3 separate regions of the Mus musculus genome follow, and all the other regions are linked to region 2. The links are chromatin contacts, called in public Hi-C and HiChIP or PLAC-seq maps. All regions are on one chromosome and are shown on one strand. The core of a region is the stretch at or near the end of the contact, and the rest is flanking DNA. Distances in the headings are between cores, read along the strand shown. Region 1 overlaps Elapor1 (endosome-lysosome associated apoptosis and autophagy regulator 1). Region 2 overlaps Wdr47 (WD repeat domain 47). Region 3 overlaps Fndc7 (fibronectin type III domain containing 7).

The links. A called contact is a pair of places that touch in the nucleus more often than the background predicts. HiChIP or PLAC-seq counts read pairs in DNA pulled down with a chosen protein or histone mark.
Region 1: a contact with region 2 is called in a Hi-C map of liver, with 2.0 times the contacts expected there. The contact joins two enhancer-like sites. A contact is called at or near these places in 2 of 39 promoter capture datasets (the C10 cell line and stem cell-derived epiblast-like cells), 2 of 15 datasets of contacts at CTCF or cohesin (pro-B cells and stem cell-derived epiblast-like cells), 13 of 484 Hi-C or Micro-C datasets (the AML12 cell line, B cells, CD4 T cells and 10 more), 3 of 115 datasets of contacts at active chromatin or transcription factors (embryonic stem cells, intestinal villus epithelium and pancreatic cancer cells) and 3 of 9 other capture datasets (adipose tissue, embryonic stem cells and liver).
Region 3: a contact with region 2 is called in a FOXA1 HiChIP or PLAC-seq map of pancreatic cancer cells. The contact joins two enhancer-like sites. A contact is called at or near these places in 1 of 115 datasets of contacts at active chromatin or transcription factors (pancreatic cancer cells) and 1 of 9 other capture datasets (liver).

What each region holds. Positions count from the first base shown.
Region 1 is chr3:108,475,750-108,478,449 of GRCm38.p6, forward strand. The region is part of intron 7 of Elapor1 (endosome-lysosome associated apoptosis and autophagy regulator 1); the gene reads right to left. Among named protein-coding and RNA genes, the nearest start is that of Gm23336, 21 kb to the right of the region's middle. Within about 2 kb of position 1,307, at least 35 of the 459 cell types and tissues checked have an H3K27ac peak or open chromatin away from gene starts, as enhancers often do. A contact at or near this core is called in the AML12 cell line and liver, where this site is marked.
Region 2 is chr3:108,639,901-108,642,610 of GRCm38.p6, forward strand. All of the region lies in intron 13 of Wdr47 (WD repeat domain 47), which reads left to right. Among named protein-coding and RNA genes, the nearest start is that of Clcc1, 13 kb to the right of the region's middle. Within about 2 kb of position 1,336, at least 11 of the 459 cell types and tissues checked have an H3K27ac peak or open chromatin away from gene starts, as enhancers often do. A contact at or near this core is called in the AML12 cell line, liver and pancreatic cancer cells, where this site is marked.
Region 3 is chr3:108,861,814-108,864,553 of GRCm38.p6, forward strand. Fndc7 (fibronectin type III domain containing 7) reads right to left here. Exons shown (of 13, transcript NM_177091.5): 10 at 914-1,174. Among named protein-coding and RNA genes, the nearest start is that of Stxbp3, 23 kb to the left of the region's middle. Within about 2 kb of position 1,433, at least 40 of the 459 cell types and tissues checked have an H3K27ac peak or open chromatin away from gene starts, as enhancers often do. A contact at or near this core is called in pancreatic cancer cells, where this site is marked.

The DNA of each region.
Region 1 (2,700 bases), core at 57-2,556, 160 kb before region 2:
TGAGCGATCTCTCCAGGCCCCATCCTTAGACCTCGTCTGAGAGTTCTCTTGCCTATGACAAACGTGAAGAAGGCCATCTGTTACTTCCCCTTCTCCATGAGACCACCCCACACAGATAAAGTTGGAATTGCCATGAACTCAAGATGAAGCTGCCTCTGCCTCGCCTCAGCCTCAGCATCCTAGTGCTGACTCTCACCCAGTTACTTTTCTCCCACTTGGGGAGCACTGGGGTTTGAACCCTGGGCTCCAGGCATGTTTTACCACTGAACCCCATGTCCTTAGCCATTTTATCAGGCTTTTTGTGTTACCCTTATAATGATATAATGTTGCTTCAATACCGTGGACCTTTACAGAAGAACTAATGAACCCTCCTCCTCCTCAAAGCAATGGATGTCATATTTTTCTTTTGTTTTGATGTTAGAGACAACTATAGCCCACCCCATAGCCTGTGCTAACCTGGAACTCCTAATCTTACTGCCTTAGGTACTAGGAAAACAAGTGTATGACATCATGCATACACATATAAAGGGTGTGGTGGTGCACAACTTTCATCCCAGCACCCAGGAAGCAAAGGCAGACCAATCTGGGTTCAGACCAGGCTAGCCTGGTCTACATAGTGAGTTCCAGGGTAGCCAGGACCACAAATGTCTCAAAAGCCAAAATAAATCCTTTTCGGAGTTCGAGGCCAGCCTGGTTTACAAAGCGAGTTCCAGGACAACCAGGGCTATACAGAGAAATCCTGTCTCGAAAAAAGCAAAAAAAAAAAAAAAAAAAAAAAAAAAAAAAGAAGAAGAAAAAAGAAAAAAAAGAAATGCAGTCACTATTATTTGCCTGCAAGCTTGCATATTCTTTTTATTTGAGAACTGTCCAGGGAGATTTAATAGATTATGTGTTTCTTCACCTCCTTTCTAGTGACTTTACTTCTTAATAGGTTCCATCCCTTTCCCAGATGACTTCCTCTGTCAGAGACTCTAAAGATGCCTTGTTGGCCTGTACTGGGAGCTCAGAGACTGAATATCTCCCCATCTCTCTGTCCCTGTCTTATTAGGCTGGGCAAGAAGGAAGTGTTGGGAAACAGCTGGAATCGGCTCAGCGCCTTTATTCAGTAATAAAGGCAGGAGGTTCAATTCCTCAGAGAGGGAACTAGAAACTCCGGTTGGTGACTGACTTGGCCAGGAGAGATTTGGGGGTGGGGAGAGAGGTGCTGAACACGTGCCAGTTCCCAGGGCCTTGTGGATCAGGTCTGGCAGAGCAGAAGTTAAGTGTTAGAAAATGTATTTGGCACAAAGACCTTTGTTCTGCTAGTTAAACATTTGCTTAACCTGACACCCTAGGTCTAAGTTTTAGCAGAAATGGTCCAGCTGTTTACACACAGACCACTGTGAAAATGGCTTTAATAAATGATTAACTGCAATGTTCAGACAGACCTCACTTTCCAAGCACGGGTTTAAACCAAGAGGCTTAAGTTGGGCATTGGTCAAGTGTGAAAAAGTCACCTAGATGTTTGGTAAGGCGAGGGATTGAATGTGGGTTGAGGAGGAACGCTCGTGGGAAAACATGTAAGACGACGTTGATCTCAGGGCCCGGGGTGCTTCCTCTGTACCTACCTTCTCCTGCCGATCTGGCCCCCCTTCTAGTCCAGTGTTCTCTCTGGGGCCCATTTTATCAAAGGAAAACATTTCCTCAGCAGGCACAGGACCCCAGCACACATAAGGGCACAGCTCATAGCAGCTCAGATGCTGAGGTCTTCTCGGAACCTACCTTTCATTTGTAAATGGAGGGCTCACTCCCACACCACGCTTTGAGTCATAAATGAGACAATGTTGTATTGAGTGTAAACTTCTGTACAAGTGAGCTATTATTGTAAACTATACCGAGAACATTTTCATCCTGTAAGAGGGGTATCTGGACAGGCCTTCATTAAAAGAAAGTGAATTAGTAAAACTAACTCTACGGCCGGAGTGAGCAGGGCCAGGGAGAGAGAAGAAAAAGTGTCTGAAGACAGCTACAGTGTACTTACATATAATAAATAAATAGATCTTTTTTTAAAAAAAAGTAAAACAAAACTAATGCTGAAGGGATAAGGTGAACAGGATGGCTCAGTGGGTAAAGGTCCTTGCCACCAAGCCTAACCACCTGACTCCTTCCTGCAAGTTGTTCACATGCACACATGTTCATGCATGAACCCACACATACACACACACATACACAATAAAACAAATAAGTGTAATAGTACTTAGTGCTTAGGCTAGAGCTGAAGCTCCGCAGAGGAGAGCTGGCCTAACATGTGCAAGGACTCTGGGATCTATCCCCAACACTGCAAGAAACATTGTTTAAAACAGTGATTACACAGCACTCAGGAGGCAGGGGCAAGTGGATCTCTGTGAGTTCGAGACCAGCCTGGTCTACAGAGTGAGTTCCGTAACAGCCAGGTCTACACAGAAAAACCCTGTCTCAAAGAACAAAACATAATGAACAAAAACCAAAAAAAGCAATTACAAAATACCAGGCCCATTTCTGGATCCTTTCCTGCATTAGCCAATCCCTGTGGTAACAGTGTATGGTGGACATGATCATCATCACTTCTATTTTGGAGGTAAAGATGTAGAGACATGGTTGCTTCTCAGGCCTCCACTAAGATTGTGTATAGGGACTGCAGCACGAGCAAGCAGTGTAGCCCAGATGTCACATCTAGTGAGG
Region 2 (2,710 bases), core at 86-2,585:
TATGTCTTTTATTTAAAAGTATGCTTATCTAGTGTGGGTTCAGGGGGCCGTTTTGGTAGAATGGAACATTCTTTAAATACCTATTAAGTCCATTTACTGTATGTATGGGATAGTTTTTGTTGTTGTTGTCTTTGTTGTTATTTTGGTTTGGTTTGGTTTTTCAAGACAGGGTTTCTCTGTGTAGCCCTGGCTGACCTGGAACTCACTTTGTAGACCAGGCTGGCCTTGAACTCAGAAATCCACCTGCCTCTGCTTCCTGAGTGCTGGGATTAAAGGCGAGCACCACCACTGCCCAGCAAGGGATAGTTTATCTCTAATGTTCATTGCTGGGTTCTCATTTGGATGATTTGTTTAGAAATGAGTAGGGTACTGAAATCACCCACTATTATTCTATCAAGACTTGATCCAAACCTAAAACAAACAATCTGTTGATATTTGGGTGAAAGAAAATGTAATGTGCATCTTCTTGGTGGATTGTTCTCTTTTTAAATATGTAGAGGCCTTCTTCATTTCTCATGACCTTCCAACACCTGATGCTAGTGACCCACTTCTGCTTGCCAGGCCCCACCTCCTAAATATGTCATAGCCTCCCAAAAGTATTCAAAACATGAAGCTGTAGGAGAGGGGAGAGGTAATTTCAGGTTCCAGCCTGACCTGGCATCATGCCCCCTTAGTCTTAGTTCGGACGTTTGGTTTGTTTTCCTTTTTTGTAACCTTCCAAGATTTTCCGTGATTCATGCTGCTTCTGCCGCATGCGTGTTCGTCCTTTTGTCGTCTCTTTCCCAGGCTTTTTCCTTATCTCTAGGCTTCAGTTCAGCATCTCCTCGTTACCGGAAGAAGCCTCCTTTGACTGCTCTAATTCTGAACTCACCACTATGTTCTGTCACAGAACTCTTAATATCTGTTTAAAATGTTTATCCTTATTAATCGCTTGCCTCTTATAATACATATTAAGTGATCATATCTGCTTCATGTTTCAGAATAGATAAACCACCTTCTGTAAAGTGCCTGGCCCAAGGGACAACTGAATTAATCATTAGCTTTTTAAAGAAATAAACTGAAATTTGGCACAATAAATATTTTTATATTTAAACTCAAATTTTTATAGTTTTCCTGTGTGTTAGCTCTTCTCATTTTCCCTAATTCTTTTGTGCATGTTTATATATGTAGTGTCTGTGTGCTCACATGTGTGCAGATGCGCTTGCACTGTGTATGCATGTGGAGACCAAAGGTCAGTTAGCATCAGGTGACTCATCTATTACTCGCCACCTTATGACTGTTATTTTTTGAAGATCTCTTATTGACTCTGGAGCTTGCCATGCCTGCCTGACTGGCCTGCCAGCGAGCCTGCCTCCACCATCAGCTCAAGGTCACACATGTGCATGCCTGGCCTTGCAGTCCCATGGCACCAGGGATCTAAACTCAGGTCTTTCACTTTCTCACTAAGTCATACCCTTGGTCCTCAGCTTTTCTAATAAAAAGTCGTAGTGGATGATATTTACTTTGTGTGTGTGTTTGTATGTATGTATGTGGGGGGTGCCGGTGTATATGATCTCCTGGAGGTCAAGGACAAGTTTAGAGAGAGTCAGTTCTCTCCTTCCACCATGTGGGTTTCAGGAATCTACTCAGGTCGTCCGGCTTCCTAGCAAGCACTTTCACCTGCTGTGCTCTGCTTGGACCAGCTTTTCCTATTTTGATCATTTATTTACTACAATGGCTCATTCTAATTTTTTTTTTCTCATGCAACTGAGGTCAGGCATTTAAGTGAGTTGTTAAATGACTAGATACTAGTCTGCAGAGAGCTGTTTTATTTGATTTCTAGTACCCATTTATACTTTTTAAAGACCCAGTCAAGTAGCTATCTTCCGATATTGTTTATCCTTTAGTTTTTCATTCAGCCCTGATTCCCTCATTATTTGCTTTTTTCTCCTTTTATAATAATCTATTTTAATTATGTACACATTTTTGCTTAGATTAATCGTGTATCATTCAGTTCTCTTGCTTAGAAACTTGCAGAGGTGCTTCGCTGATCCTACCCCTTAGAATGGAGTGCAAGGTGCTTAGCGGTCTGGCCCTAGCCTGCCTGTCATGTCTCAGCTCCAATTGTTTTCTTCCTTTTACTACTCGAGCCTTTCAGCTTTTATATGGTTTTCATTTAAATGTTTACTTATGTAACTCTTCCAGCCAATAATATTTTCTTTTTTTTCTCCCAAAGTTTCAAGAAAAGATTATCTTAGTTTACATAGATGTGTTTATGTTTGGACATTCATGTACACCATTATTTATGCTGTTTACCGTTTTTCAAGTTTTAATTTATATCCTTTTATTTCTGTGCAATTTCCAGAGACTACTTGAACTACTTGGGTATTGAGTACAACTCTTCAATCTTATTTATTTATTTATTTATTTATTGAGACAAGGTTTCTCTGTATAGCCCTGGCTGTCCTGGAACTCACTCTGTAGACCAGGCTGGCCTCGAACTCAGAAATCCGCCTGCCTCTGACTCCCAAGTGCTGGGACTAAAGGCGTGTGCCACCACTGCCTGGCTTCAATCTTATTTTTATGATTGCTCTTCTTTAAGAAGAAAAATCAAATCTTTATCCTAACAAGGGAAACTAAATGCTAAATAATAACATTTGCTTAGATCCACAAGGTTTGTTAGCATTTTTTTTAACCACCATCTTTTTTTGTTTTGGGGGTTATGAATATC
Region 3 (2,740 bases), core at 183-2,682, 220 kb after region 2:
TATTTATTTTGTACATGTGAGAGCGTGCATGCATTGGTGTGCACCAGAGCATTTCTATGGAGGTCTGAAAACAACTTCCAGGAGTCAGTTCTCTCCTGCCACCATGTGATGGTTAGTTTTCTGTCAACTTGACACAAGCTGGAGTCACTTAAGAGGAGGGAAACTCAGTTGAAAAAAAAAAAATGCCTCCGTAAGCTGGGGCTGTAGGTAAGCTTGTAAGGCATTTTCTTGATTAGTGATTGATGTGGGAGGGTGCAGGCCATTGTGGGTGGTGCAGCCCCTGAGCTGGTTCTATAAGAAAGCAGGCTTAGTGGGCCATGGGAGAGCGAGCCACAGGAGAGCGAGCCACGGGAGAGCAAGCCAGTAAACAGCACTCCTCTGTGCTCTCTGCCCCAGCTGCTGCCTCCAGGTTTCCGCCCCAAGTGAGCTCTTGTTCTAACTTCCCTCAGTAATGGAAGAAGAAGCAAACAAACCCTTTTCCTTCACACATTGCCCTGGGTTATGGTGTTAAATCACAGCAATAGAAACCCTAACTAATGTGGGTTCTAGGGATTGAACTCAGGTCATCAAGCTTGCCTGGCAAGCACTTTTAAAAGTCACTATACTGGTTAGTTTTTATAGTCAACTTGAGCCAGTCTACATCATCTGGAAAGGAGAAACCTCGATTGAGGATTTTTCATCAGCAGATTGGCCTGGGGCCAGGTCTGTGAGAACTTGACTTTTTTTTTTTTTTTTTTTTTTTTGAGACAGGGTCTCTCTGTATAGCCCTGGCTATCCTGGAACTCTGTAGACCAGGCTGGCCTCGAACTCAGAAATCCGCCTGCCTCTGCCTCTCAAGTGCTGGGATTAAAGGCATGCGCCACCATGCCCGGCTCCAAGGTTGGTTTTAAATTAAGGTCCTAACTGCCTTTACCTGAGTATATTTTTTTTGGGCAGAAAGTAAGCTTCAGTCCTGTTTCAGCAACTGGTGAGACCATCACGGTGTAAACGTCCCCACAGGGGATGTTGGTGATGTCACAGAAACTTAGACCGGCATGTGGGGCACATGTAAAGATGCCTTTGGAACCATAGAGGTCGGTGCTATAATTGGCAGCGCCCCTGGAGGCTCGCCAGTAGATCCGGATGCCATTAGGGCCCAGCCTATATAATTTGACCCCCAGTGGGCAACAGACACCTATAGGAAAAAAGAAATATAGAATTATTTACCCCACCATCATACAAGCATGGTCATATTTACAATTACCCCAGAGGAGAAAGATGACAAGTAGAATCTTCTGCACAGAATGATTAATTCCTAGTTAGAACAGAGCAAGGTTTGAAGGGATGCAGATGTTCTTTCCCTGCTGAGCCACACGATCAGAGATTCATGTGTGGGTAGGGAGGGGTATGGGGCTTTTAATATAGAACACTGGTGAATCAAAGGTCTACAGTTGGCAGAGAGACGCTGCCCTGCTCGTGACTCAAACTATGAGTCAAACGTTCACGATCCCACCAAGTTATAATACAATGCCCGATTTTATTTGACTTTAGTGGCACTAAGTTTAAATATAACTCATTGTGCTCACTATTAGCTGAAAAAGAAACGGCGGTGGTGAGCCAAGTAGCACTGCTTCTCTGGTTCATGCTTCACCGTGCCGAGTGATTAGGTACACTTTTGATCCTGTCTTCCAAATATTTTAAGTAGGCCACACATTAGGTGCTAATCAGGATACCAGTTGGTGGAATGCTCATTAGCTAAAATAAAGATCATATTGTATAATCTTTTAAGTTGTGAGAGATAATCAGACTCACTTGGTTTGTGCATGATTTCTTTGTCTCTGTCTCTCTCTGTCTCTCTGTCTCTCTGTCTCTATGTCTCTGTCTCTCTCTGTCTCTGTCTCTCTCTGTCTCTCTCTCTGTCTCTCTCTGTGTGTCTTTCTCTCTGTCTCTCTCTCCCTCTCCCTCTCCTTCTCTCTCTCTCTCTCTCTCTATATATATATATATATATTGGTTTGAGATGGACTATTCTGATATATCCCAGGCTAGCCCTTAAATTCATCTTCTTGCTTAGTCTCAAGTGCTGGGATTCTGCGAGTATACCACTATGCTCACCAATATTGATTAACACTGTTAATTATTTGAGAGTCAGTTTGAGACAGGGTCTGACTCGCTGTATAGTCCAGACTGGCTTTGAAATCATGGCTATCTGGTGAACCTTTTTGTCTCAGCTTTCTGAGTTCTGGGATGCCAGACAGGAGCCTGGTATGGTTGGTTGACACTGTCAACTTGATCAGATCTAGAAGCATCCATGAGACAAGCCCACAGGCAAGCCTGTGACAGATTATCTAAAGCTACCTTCTGGAAAAGTCTGTAAAGGAATATCTAGATTATGTTAAGTGAGGTGGGAAGACCACCCTAAAAGTGGATGGTAACATACCATCAGATGGGGGTCCCGGGCTGCAGACAATCACTCAACTATTGGGTTCCTGAGTTCAGACACTGTGTGCCGCTCCCATGAACTGAAATCAACCCTTCCTGTCATTTTTAAAAAGTAATTTCATTGTTTGTTTACTTATTTTTAACTCTCTCTCTGGGTATGTATATGCTGTGCATGTGGATGCAATTCCTGATGAGGCTGGAAGAGGGCATACTCTTGGAGTTGTGTCAGGAGCTGCCTGGCATGGGTGCTGGCTGCTGAAATTAAGCCCTCTGGAGGAACAGTGGACAATCTTACTGTTGGACCAGTCACTTAGCTCCTGAA